3 separate regions of the Mus musculus genome follow, and regions 2 and 3 are each linked to region 1. A link is a contact called in public promoter capture Hi-C data. All regions are on one chromosome and are shown on one strand. Each heading gives the region's core, a stretch centred on a gene start, on an enhancer-like site or on the middle of the called end of the contact. The rest is flanking DNA. Distances are from core to core; before and after follow the strand shown. Region 1 holds the start of Zdhhc20 (zinc finger, DHHC domain containing 20). Region 2 overlaps Xpo4 (exportin 4). Region 3 holds the start of Eef1akmt1 (EEF1A alpha lysine methyltransferase 1).

Evidence for each region. Promoter capture Hi-C pulls out the DNA fragments that hold promoters and counts their contacts.
Region 2: a contact with region 1 is called in a promoter capture Hi-C map of the HPC-7 cell line. The contact joins the enhancer-like site here to the promoter of Zdhhc20 in region 1. A contact is called at or near these places in 8 of 39 promoter capture datasets (the 3T3-L1 cell line, the C10 cell line, the HPC-7 cell line and 4 more) and 2 of 115 datasets of contacts at active chromatin or transcription factors (embryonic stem cells and memory CD8 T cells).
Region 3: a promoter capture Hi-C map of pre-B cells shows a contact between it and region 1. The contact joins the promoter of Eef1akmt1 here to the promoter of Zdhhc20 in region 1. A contact is called at or near these places in 3 of 39 promoter capture datasets (liver, macrophages and pre-B cells), 1 of 484 Hi-C or Micro-C datasets (pre-B cells), 3 of 115 datasets of contacts at active chromatin or transcription factors (effector CD8 T cells, memory CD8 T cells and microglia) and 2 of 9 other capture datasets (adipose tissue and liver).

Annotation. Positions count from the first base shown.
Region 1 is chr14:57,889,084-57,892,265 of GRCm38.p6, reverse strand. It overlaps Zdhhc20 (zinc finger, DHHC domain containing 20), which reads left to right and starts at 1,930. Exons shown (of 13, transcript NM_029492.5): 1 at 1,930-2,203. The coding sequence starts at 2,086.
Region 2 is chr14:57,618,213-57,621,286 of GRCm38.p6, reverse strand. Xpo4 (exportin 4) reads left to right here. Exons shown (of 23, transcript NM_020506.2): 7 at 3,044-3,074. Among named protein-coding and RNA genes, the nearest start is that of Xpo4, 45 kb to the left of the region's middle. Within about 2 kb of position 1,391, at least 25 of the 459 cell types and tissues checked have an H3K27ac peak or open chromatin away from gene starts, as enhancers often do. A contact at or near this core is called in the HPC-7 cell line, where this site is marked.
Region 3 is chr14:57,570,035-57,573,127 of GRCm38.p6, reverse strand. Eef1akmt1 (EEF1A alpha lysine methyltransferase 1) reads left to right here and starts at 1,546. Exons shown (of 5, transcript NM_026526.3): 1 at 1,546-1,585. 1700039M10Rik (RIKEN cDNA 1700039M10 gene) reads right to left here and starts at 1,514. Exons shown (of 2, transcript NR_152103.1): 1 at 1,443-1,514; 2 at 760-1,219.

The sequences.
Region 1 (3,182 bases), core at 681-3,180:
CAGGCTGGCCTCAAACTCAGAAATCACTGAGTGCTGGGACTAAAGGTATGTGCTACCACTGCCCAGCTGAGACAGCATTCTTTTTTTTTTTTTTTAAAGATTTATTTTTATTTATATGAATACACTGTAGCTATCTTCAGACACACCAGAAGAGGGCATTGGATCCCATTACAGATGGTTGTGAGCCACCATGTGGTTGCTGGGAATTGAACTCAGGACCTTTGGAAGAGGAGTCAGTGCTCTTAACCACTGAGCCACCTCTCCAGCCCCTGAGACAGCATTCTTAATACTAGTTTTTCTGTCAGTCCTAATTCTGTCAAAACCACCCACCACCCACACACACCTCACTGGGAACTGAACCTATCACCACACATGAGTTTTATGTGGTCTTCCACTGGGCTCCATCCTTAGCCTCCAGATTCCATGTTGTATCTTAATTCTTTGAGACAGTTTTTCTGGGAAAATAGCTGAATTTTACCCACCTTAGTGCCCTAGAGTTGGGTCAATTTTGCCACTAATATGTAGTCAAAAATTTGAAGTCAGAATATGTTTGCTTTTTTTTTTTTTTTTTTTTCTCTAGACAGGGTTTCTCTGTGTAGCTCTGGGTGTCCTGGAACTCACTTTGTAGACCAGGCTGGCCTTGAACTTAGAAATCTACCTGCCTCTCTCTCCCAAGTGCTGGTATTAAAGGTGTGCACTTCTGGGTCCTAATGTCATCTTTAGGGCATGTTGCAATTTTCTTATTGTATACATGTTACTTTAATGTAACAGTAGTGTATGGTGACTAAATATTAATACTCATTTTACTAAGTCTTTATCATACTATAATAGCAGTTACCTTCTTCTTGGAGACTTTAGTAAATAGTCTGTTTTAGCTGACCTCAAACTCACAGAGTTCCACTGTCCTCTTCCTCCTGAGTGTGTGGAATTAAAGGCATGTGCCACTATGCCCAGGGCCAAAACCCAAACCAACCCAAACCAAACTTAAAAACTTTTCATTTGTCCTCAGACAACCCCTGGGCCACACATCCTCATGAGCAGTGGTCCATGCACATCCGCACATAGAATGTAAATAAATGAATGTACTGTGTTTTAAAAGAATGTATGAAATTATTCCTAATGATTGTACATTATGATGTTTCACAGCAAGGCTTCTAGATTCTAAGATTGCAGTCATTACTTAGCAATCTCCAGCTGTAAATATTTGAAAATCCCACTCCAGGAAAGGGCTGTTTCTATATTCTGCTTTCATGGTGTAACCTTAAATGTGGACTCCAAATCAAACTGACCTGTTGTATATGGCTTCCACCTTAAATCTCAGGCTCCTACCAATTCAAACAAAACATGGTGGAGAGAGCGATACGTGGACCAAATTATCCCAGGGGATTCTTCATTGGAGACACATTATAGTCACAGGAGTCTTATATTTAAGTATATATAATATTTTTCTTGCTTGCACGCTTGAGTGATGCACAGCCTTATGTAATAGGGAACCCGACTTGTATGGGTCCTGAAAGACCTAGGGGAAGAGTGTTATACAGAGTGCCACCCAAGGCACACAGGGCAGCTAAGAATTCATTCCTCTCCCCTTGCGCATCCCCATCCCTCTCGTCACCCAGTCCTAGATGGCCTCCTACACATCCTTAGCACTCTCCTCTCTTTTCCACCAAGGCACCCCCAAATCCCATGGGCGGGCCTGAGCAGAAGCCCCGCCCCAACTTCAGGCCCCGCCTCCTTCGGCCGGGTAGCCCCACCCCCTACGGGGATTGCCAGGCGCGGGACTAGGGGCGGAGCGGCAGGATGCGGGGCAGGGGCGGACCCGGTCCAGGCGCCGGGAGGGGCGGAGTTGCAGCGTCGCCCTTCACAGCTCGCAGCGGGATGAGAGGCGGGCCCGGAGGCGGGCCCGAGGGCGGGGTCAGGGGCGGACCCGGGCCAGGCGCAGGGAGGGGCGGAGTTGTGGCGTCGCCCTTCGCCACTGCTTGCGGCGGCGGAGCCTCGGGGGCGGGGAAGCTGGCGACAGGGCCGCTGGGGTCTTGTGGTCCTACAGAATCGTGGGCAGCGGGACCCGGCAGTCAGCAGAGGAACATGGCGCCCTGGACACTCTGGCGCTGCTGCCAACGCGTGGTGGGCTGGGTTCCGGTGCTCTTCATCACCTTTGTGGTCGTCTGGTCCTACTACGCGTACGTGGTGGAGCTGTGCGTGAGTGAGTACGGGAGGCGCGGGCGGCGGGCCGGGCCGCGGGTGGCAGGCCGAGGCCTCGGCGCCGCGTTCTGATTCCGCGGGGCGGCCTGCGCTTCCCCAGCCCGTGGGTTCCACGTCCGAGGGTTCCGGCCCGCGCTTCTCCGGCGGTGGGGGCCCCTGTCCGTGGGTTTCTGCCCACGGCTCGCTGCTCGAGGGGTCCCGAGTTCGGGCCTGCGCGCCGCCCACGCTCCAAGCTTCCGGGTGGCTGCAGTCGCCTTGGGGCTCCCACCCTTCTGTGACGGAATGCTCACAAAGGCCTTTCCTTTTGAACTAGAGAACCCCTTCTGAGACGGCTTGTGAGGTCAGTTTGGCTAAAACACACGCACACACGCACAAAGAAATCTTTTCCTCCCAGATTGTTGCTCCCCAAACTGCGCGAGAAGAAGCGCGTAAGCTGAAAGCAGCCTGGGGGCCTGGGAGGGAGGTGTGTCTCCCGGGTCTGCAGTGTGGGCTCAGCCCCTGGTCTGAGCTGTATTTGACCCTTTTTAATATTCATCTGGGGGTCTCAGTGCTGGATTTACACAAAATGTTGTTTTGAGGCACAAGGAATTGAACAAGAGAGGTGCAAGCTCAATGACTTTTTTTTTTTGCCTGTTTACTTTGTAGGTTTGTATTGCTTATACCTTTAGTTTTAGGGCTTTGGTTTAGTTTTACTTTTGCTATTTTTCTTATTTAATTTTTTTTACCGTATGGTTCTTACCTGATTTCCTGGGATAAAGGAATAGCGTTGCATTATACTTACATGACTTAGCCGATTGGTTCATTGTCATTAACACCCTAGGCCATTACTATGTCAGTGATACTAAATAATTGCCTGTAAGCTTTGAGTGTGCGTTCTATACCTACTGGCTCTTTACTGTGTTCGTCTCCCGTCAGCATTATTAAATAAAACCCTAAGAAAAAGCAGTCCCTTGGTTTCCCAGAAGTGATGTGGTTTTAAT
Region 2 (3,074 bases), core at 142-2,641, 270 kb after region 1:
AAAAATTTGGAATTTATACAGGTTTTTTGTTGTTGTTGTTAAAGTATATACAAATATTTAAATATATAGAAAAGTATTTAAAGTTATCACTCAGAAAAATTTGGAATTTATACAGGTTTTTTGTTGTTGTTGTTAAAGTAATAGCTATTTACTGTTGTGATTCTTTTGCTTCATGAGATCTGCCTTCTGTGTATTGCATAGAGTGAAAATCACTGATCAGTCGATAGCAGACCACTCTCTTGTTGATGACATGTTTTTAAAAGATAAGAAAATATAGTATCTGGAAACCAGAACATATTTCAGTAAGAACCAAAGCTTTGCAATCTTGTAAAAGAGCAACTACTGTTTATTGAAGCTATTTTTAGTGAACTTTGCTTTAACATTAAGGTAACGTCTTAATTAAAAGTACTTTATTGTTGTAGTTTGAGAGAGAAAGGGAGCATGAGCACCTGCTGTCTTGGCACAGAGCCCAAGGGCCATGGGACTTGTGGGGTCAGAGGACGGAGCTGCAGAATGGCTTTCCTTCTACCTTTAGGCGGGTTTCAGGGATTGAATTCAGGCAGGCAGCAGATGTGCACAGCAAGCACTTTTACTTACCAGATGTTTGTGCCAGCACTCAACTGTTTGTTTGTTGTTGTTTGAGATCAGGATGTCTCTAGCCCTTGCTGTCCTGGAGCTCACTGTGTAGACTTCTGCCTCCCGGGTGATGGTTTACAAGCATGTGCCACCGCACCTGGCTCTGCCGTTTTTAGGACATTGTTGTAAGAGTAGAAAAGTTAGATTTCTAAATTCTGACTAACAATTTTATTTACTTTTTGGGGTTTTTTTTTTTGTTTGTTTGTTTTTTAAACAAAATTAAAAAATTGAACTACCTTCGTTCTTTACATTATTTTGATATGTATGGTCTGTCTCTATATATTTTGATGTCTAGATCTGCATGTATGTGTTCCCCTCACAGTGTCATGTGATCTCTAGACTGACGAGGGCATCACACCATCTCAGATCGTGCACTATTTAAACAATTGAGTATATTTCATTACTGACCTTTCACATAATAAAAATACCTTTAATAAAATGGCGGGGCTGGTGAGATGGCTCAGTGGGTAAGAGCACCCGACTGCTCTTCCGAAGGTCAGGAGTTCAAATCCCAGCAACCACATGGTGGCTCACAACCATCTGTAAGGAGATCTGACGCCCTCTTCTGGAGTGTCTGAAGACAGCTACAGTGTACTTACATATAATAAATAAATAAATCTTTTAAAAAAAAAATAAATAAAATGGCACTAAAACTAAAAAAGATAAATGGCTGCTTTCTGTTTCAAGAGATATAAAGCCTTGATCTCTTTCCCCAGATAATCTGTTCTGAACACTAACGATCCTTTACCTGCTTCAGTGTGAATTTCAAAAGCATATGAAAAACTAGCCAGTAGACTGTTGTTGCAATAAACAGCAGATATCAGCTGTGAGTCCTTCAGTTTGTTTTTCTAAAAGGTAATGAGACTGAGGTCCCCTAGTGCTTTTGAGGAAAGGAACCACTTTCCATTGGTCATTGGCTGGTTTCTCTTTGTCCTGTCCTGGCTTCCTTTCCTTAGGGTTTCATTCTCTGTGTCCACAAGGGGGCGGATAAAGGAAGAGGGAAATACTAAGTGAGCCTGTTCAGGGTTTCACTTCAGTTAGTCAGTTAGGAGTTTGAGAATGACATCAGAAAGAAGCAGTGACTTCTTCTTAGGGCCACTCAGTGCCCTCCGTAGCCCTCTTCACAGACAAGAAGCAGTCTCATAAACAACTGACTTTTAAAGGATGGTTTCCAAAGCAGTGTTACCTACCTTCAGTTTTTTCTGTAAATAATTTCTCTCTACTAAAGAATGAGTTGGGTATAAGGAAATGGCAGCATTTGAATGTATGTCTGATTTCTTTGCGGAGTGTCATCTTAGATTGAGATTTCTCACTGAATGATGTGAATATTGCCTAGTTCAGTCTGCTTCACAAAGAAGTGCAAAGAAGGCATCCTTCTCATTTCTTAAAGGCTTAGTTACTATGGCAGTGCTACTGAGTACATTACACTCATCAACATCTACAGACACATACTTATTATGATGGTTAATTTATTTGCAGCAAATTTATTCAATTGAAGCATATTTGATAGTGAATACCTCAACACCTTATATACTGTTTGAGTCTATGGGAATGTTACTTTCTCAGTGTATTATGTGTTTGGGGGCGGTGTATGCTCATGTATATTAATGTGTGCCTGCTTTTTTTTTTGCAGAATGTCATCTTAGATGCCTGTGTTGAGATTTCTCACTCAATCTCAATATTTTGTATATGTATATGTCTGTGTAGAGGACAGAGGACAGCTTCTGTAGTCATTACTTGGGAGATAGGGTCTCTTTTCACTGGCCTGGAGCACATCAAGTGGGCCAGATGGCTGTCCAGTGAGTCCTGGAAGATCCATGCCTTTCTACCTCCCTTGAGTCTATGGGAATTTTGAATAAAAATGTGTTTTCTGTCAACTGCTTAATTGTTTGTTTTGACTTGGTGTTGGGGTACTGTGATCTCAATTTTTCTGTTTTAGTATGGAGCTTAGTTGCTCTTTCATGTTCTTTTCCTGTGAACATACTTCTTTTGGAAAACTTCTGTTTTTCCCTATAGTCTATATGAAACTCATTTTGTGTATATGATTTTAGCTGTTTAAAATATTGGGTAAAGTAGTGGGGCAAATTTACCAAAATTGATTCTTTAGGCTTAGTTTTTGATGTCTGTTTTTAAAGTCATTTTTCCCCCTTTCTGTTGCTTCTATTAAGATCTCTGGTATGGCACATGTAAGGATTAAACCCGTTACCTAACATTCCTATAGCATTCTTTTTTTCAGCACTTAATGCCTTTTATTCCTTAGCTTCAGGCACGAATTATGTAGCATATGTGAAGAGGCTTAAACTGTTTCCATTGCATTCTTTCTGGCTGGCTGCTGTTATATTTAGGGTATACTTATAGTTTAGACAAAGTAAGAATGTTATTGTTGTTGACCTTGACACTAGATAACTGGGCAGACATTATATAGCTATGTTTGAATC
Region 3 (3,093 bases), core at 297-2,796, 320 kb after region 1:
TTTTATATATATATATATGTGTGTGTGTGTGTGTGTGTGTGTGTGTGTATATATATTTTTTTTAAAGGGCCAAGCATTGTGGAATTGCCAGTCCTTTCTACTTCAAAGGTTAAAGCTGGAGACTCAACTTGGTCCCAACACAAAAAATAAATAAGAAAAAGAAAAACTCAGTTAGTTAGTTAGTCTGTTAGTTTGTTGTTTTTATGAGACAGAGTCTTCGTATGTAGTCCTGCTCTCCATAAACTTGTGTAGTCTAAACCTTAAGCTCACAGAGAATTACCTGTCTCCCCTGACCACTAGGGACCCAGGACCACATATTTCTATCTTAAGAGATCTTCCAAGGTATTCTCTCAGCACCATTACTAAATATAAAAGAAATAATTCCTTAATTAAAATGTGGGGGGCTGGTGAGATGGCTCAGTGGGTAAGAGCACCCGACTGCTCTTTCAAAGGTCCTGAGTTCAAATCCCAGCAACCACATGGTGGCTCACAACCATCTGTAATGGGATCGGGCTTCCTCTTCTGGAGTGTCTGAAGACAGCTACAGTGTACTTACATATAATAAATAATTATTAAAAAAAAATGTGATTTGAAAGCATCTTTTGGATCCAATTTGACTGAAAAACTTTTTCACTTCAATAAAGACTAGTTTGTCTTTGATACTAATTTTATGATCTGTGAGAAACATTTAATTACAATGTATACAGGCCAGCCAGAACTACATCAAGAAACTCTTGTTGAAAAAAAACCAAAAAGGTAGAGCTTTCTTGTGTCTTCAGACACTTTAATATTTAAAAATAGCATATAATTGAATACACGAAGATAATCATTGTGGCATACATACTTAAAAGGAATGGAAGCTTTAAAAAATTAGGTGCAAAATAGTTTGCTTTAAAACAGGTTTTTTTGAGTCTTATAAGTAGATGGTTTCTTCCTTTTCAATAGTTTTTTTTTCTTGATTGCCATTTTGATAAGTTACACTTGATTTGATCTATTTGGTTTAATAGAGTAGTCATTCGTTTAGAGAAATCGAAATCAAAATGAAGTATGGGTTTCTACAGACGAAACACTACTGTATGTAGAAATTGTGACAGTTCATTATCAAGCTGCTTTTTGAGTGGCGTCAGCATCTGAGCGGTGATTTAAAGCCCTTCAGCCAGATCAGGAAATCGATAAAGAGAGAACCGAACAGCAGGAACATAGTGAAGTTTGCCTGTCCCTGGGAAAGAAAAGATTACATGTGATTTAAGAATTGCCGAATCAAAGGGAGCATTAGTTTTGATTAAGGAAAACTGTGTGCCAGCTACCATGATAGATTGGTAAAATATGTGTTCATATACTGTGAATTCAACACTGAAAGCTCTGAAAGACTAATTGGTTTGAAAGGTTTAAGACTGACTCCAAAGTACCAAACAGCCAGACTACCGCAACCTAATTAAAACCTGGGTTGTAGAAGCCGGAAGCTGACTGGGCGGGACTAGACGCTCATTGGCTCCCACCGTCTGGTCTGCACCAGCGCAAACGCGGAGGTCCCCGCCAACCCTCACCCCACCCCCGCACTGTGACGACTGCGCATGCGTCAGTGGTGAGTGGCGGCCACGGAGTGTGGCGGCGGAGGGTCAAGGGATGTTTTGGGTGGGTTCCGAACCGGGTCCATACTGACCCTTGGAGACTTTCCCAGTAGGGGCCTCGTCTCTGCGGGGTCCTTCTTCTTGGACATCTTGAGCCGGAAACAAGTCCTTAGTGGTCCGGTCGGAATGGTGCCTGGGGAAGGGATATATATGCATGGACACGAGGAAGCCTTGAGCCTTAGCATGGGGTTTGGCTGGCCGGGCTGTTCATCCAAACTTACCTTGTTGTGTGTTTGTGGCTTGCTTTCTCTGTGCAAGTTTTATCTCAGGTCATGGTGGGATTTATTATTTTGAGATGGTCTCACTGTATAGCCAGGCTGGCCTCGAACTCAGACTCATTGATCCCTCATTTTTCCCGTGTCACCACACCCAACAATCTTTCTTTAAATAATAAACAGTATTTAGGAAGTGAAGGACTTCCCTCAGGCAGAGACTTGTATGAAAATGAAAGCACACGATTTTTATACACTCGAGATGCACAGGCAGACAGATCTCTGAGTTCAAGGCCAGCCTGGTCTACAGAGAATTTTCCTGGACAGCCAAGGCTACACAAAGAAATCCTATCATTCATTCATAGGTAGATAGATAGAGCAAGTTCTAGGACAGCCAAGGCAACACAACTGTCTTGAATCAATAAGATTACTTAGAGAATATCTGCCAGGCATTGTCATCTACAGAGTTCACGCTCAGGGAACAAACAAGTTGAGAACAATGTCATTTCTAGTGACTGTGGGTGCCTGTCTCTGAGCCGCAGGTTGAGCATACTTGACAGGTCATTCTATTCGCCTACTAGTACAGCTACCCTTCCTGCAGTTTACTAACGACTCTGGAAAGAAACTTTGTTTCATTCTCTTTCTGCTGGCTTAAACTCTCTTGACCTAAATATCTTGGAGAAGGTACTTAGATACTCTGACATACAGTATTGTTAGTTTTTTGTTGTTGCTTTCGTAGATCTGATGCATGGGAATAGAAGTTTGTTTTGATTTTGGGTTTTTTTTTTGGGGGGGGGGTTGGTTTTGTTTTTTTTTGTTTTTCCAGACAAGGTTTCTCTGTGTAGCCCTGGCTGTCCTGGAACTCACTCTGTAGACCAGGCTGGCCTCGAACTCAGAACTCCACCTGCCTCTGCCTCCTGAGTGCTGGGATTAAAGGCGTGCACCACCACGCCCGACTAGAACTAGAAGATTTTTATAGAAATGAAGAATCCCTGCTGCTGCTGCCGCTGCTGACCCTTTCCCCACGGTAGTCCCATCTTCCTGTAACCCCATTTCCATTTTTCCTATCAAGGCAAGGCCTTGACTTTATTTCCCATCAGGTTCTTCCCTGTTGCCCTTAGGTGCTGAGCCACATTTCTGACATAGAGCAATAGCTGTCTTGCCATTTCTTTGTCTCTGGGGTTTCTGGACCTCTGCACTAAGGATATTTTGGACAGATCTTTGAAGTAGAGGGTTGTCCTATGAACTGT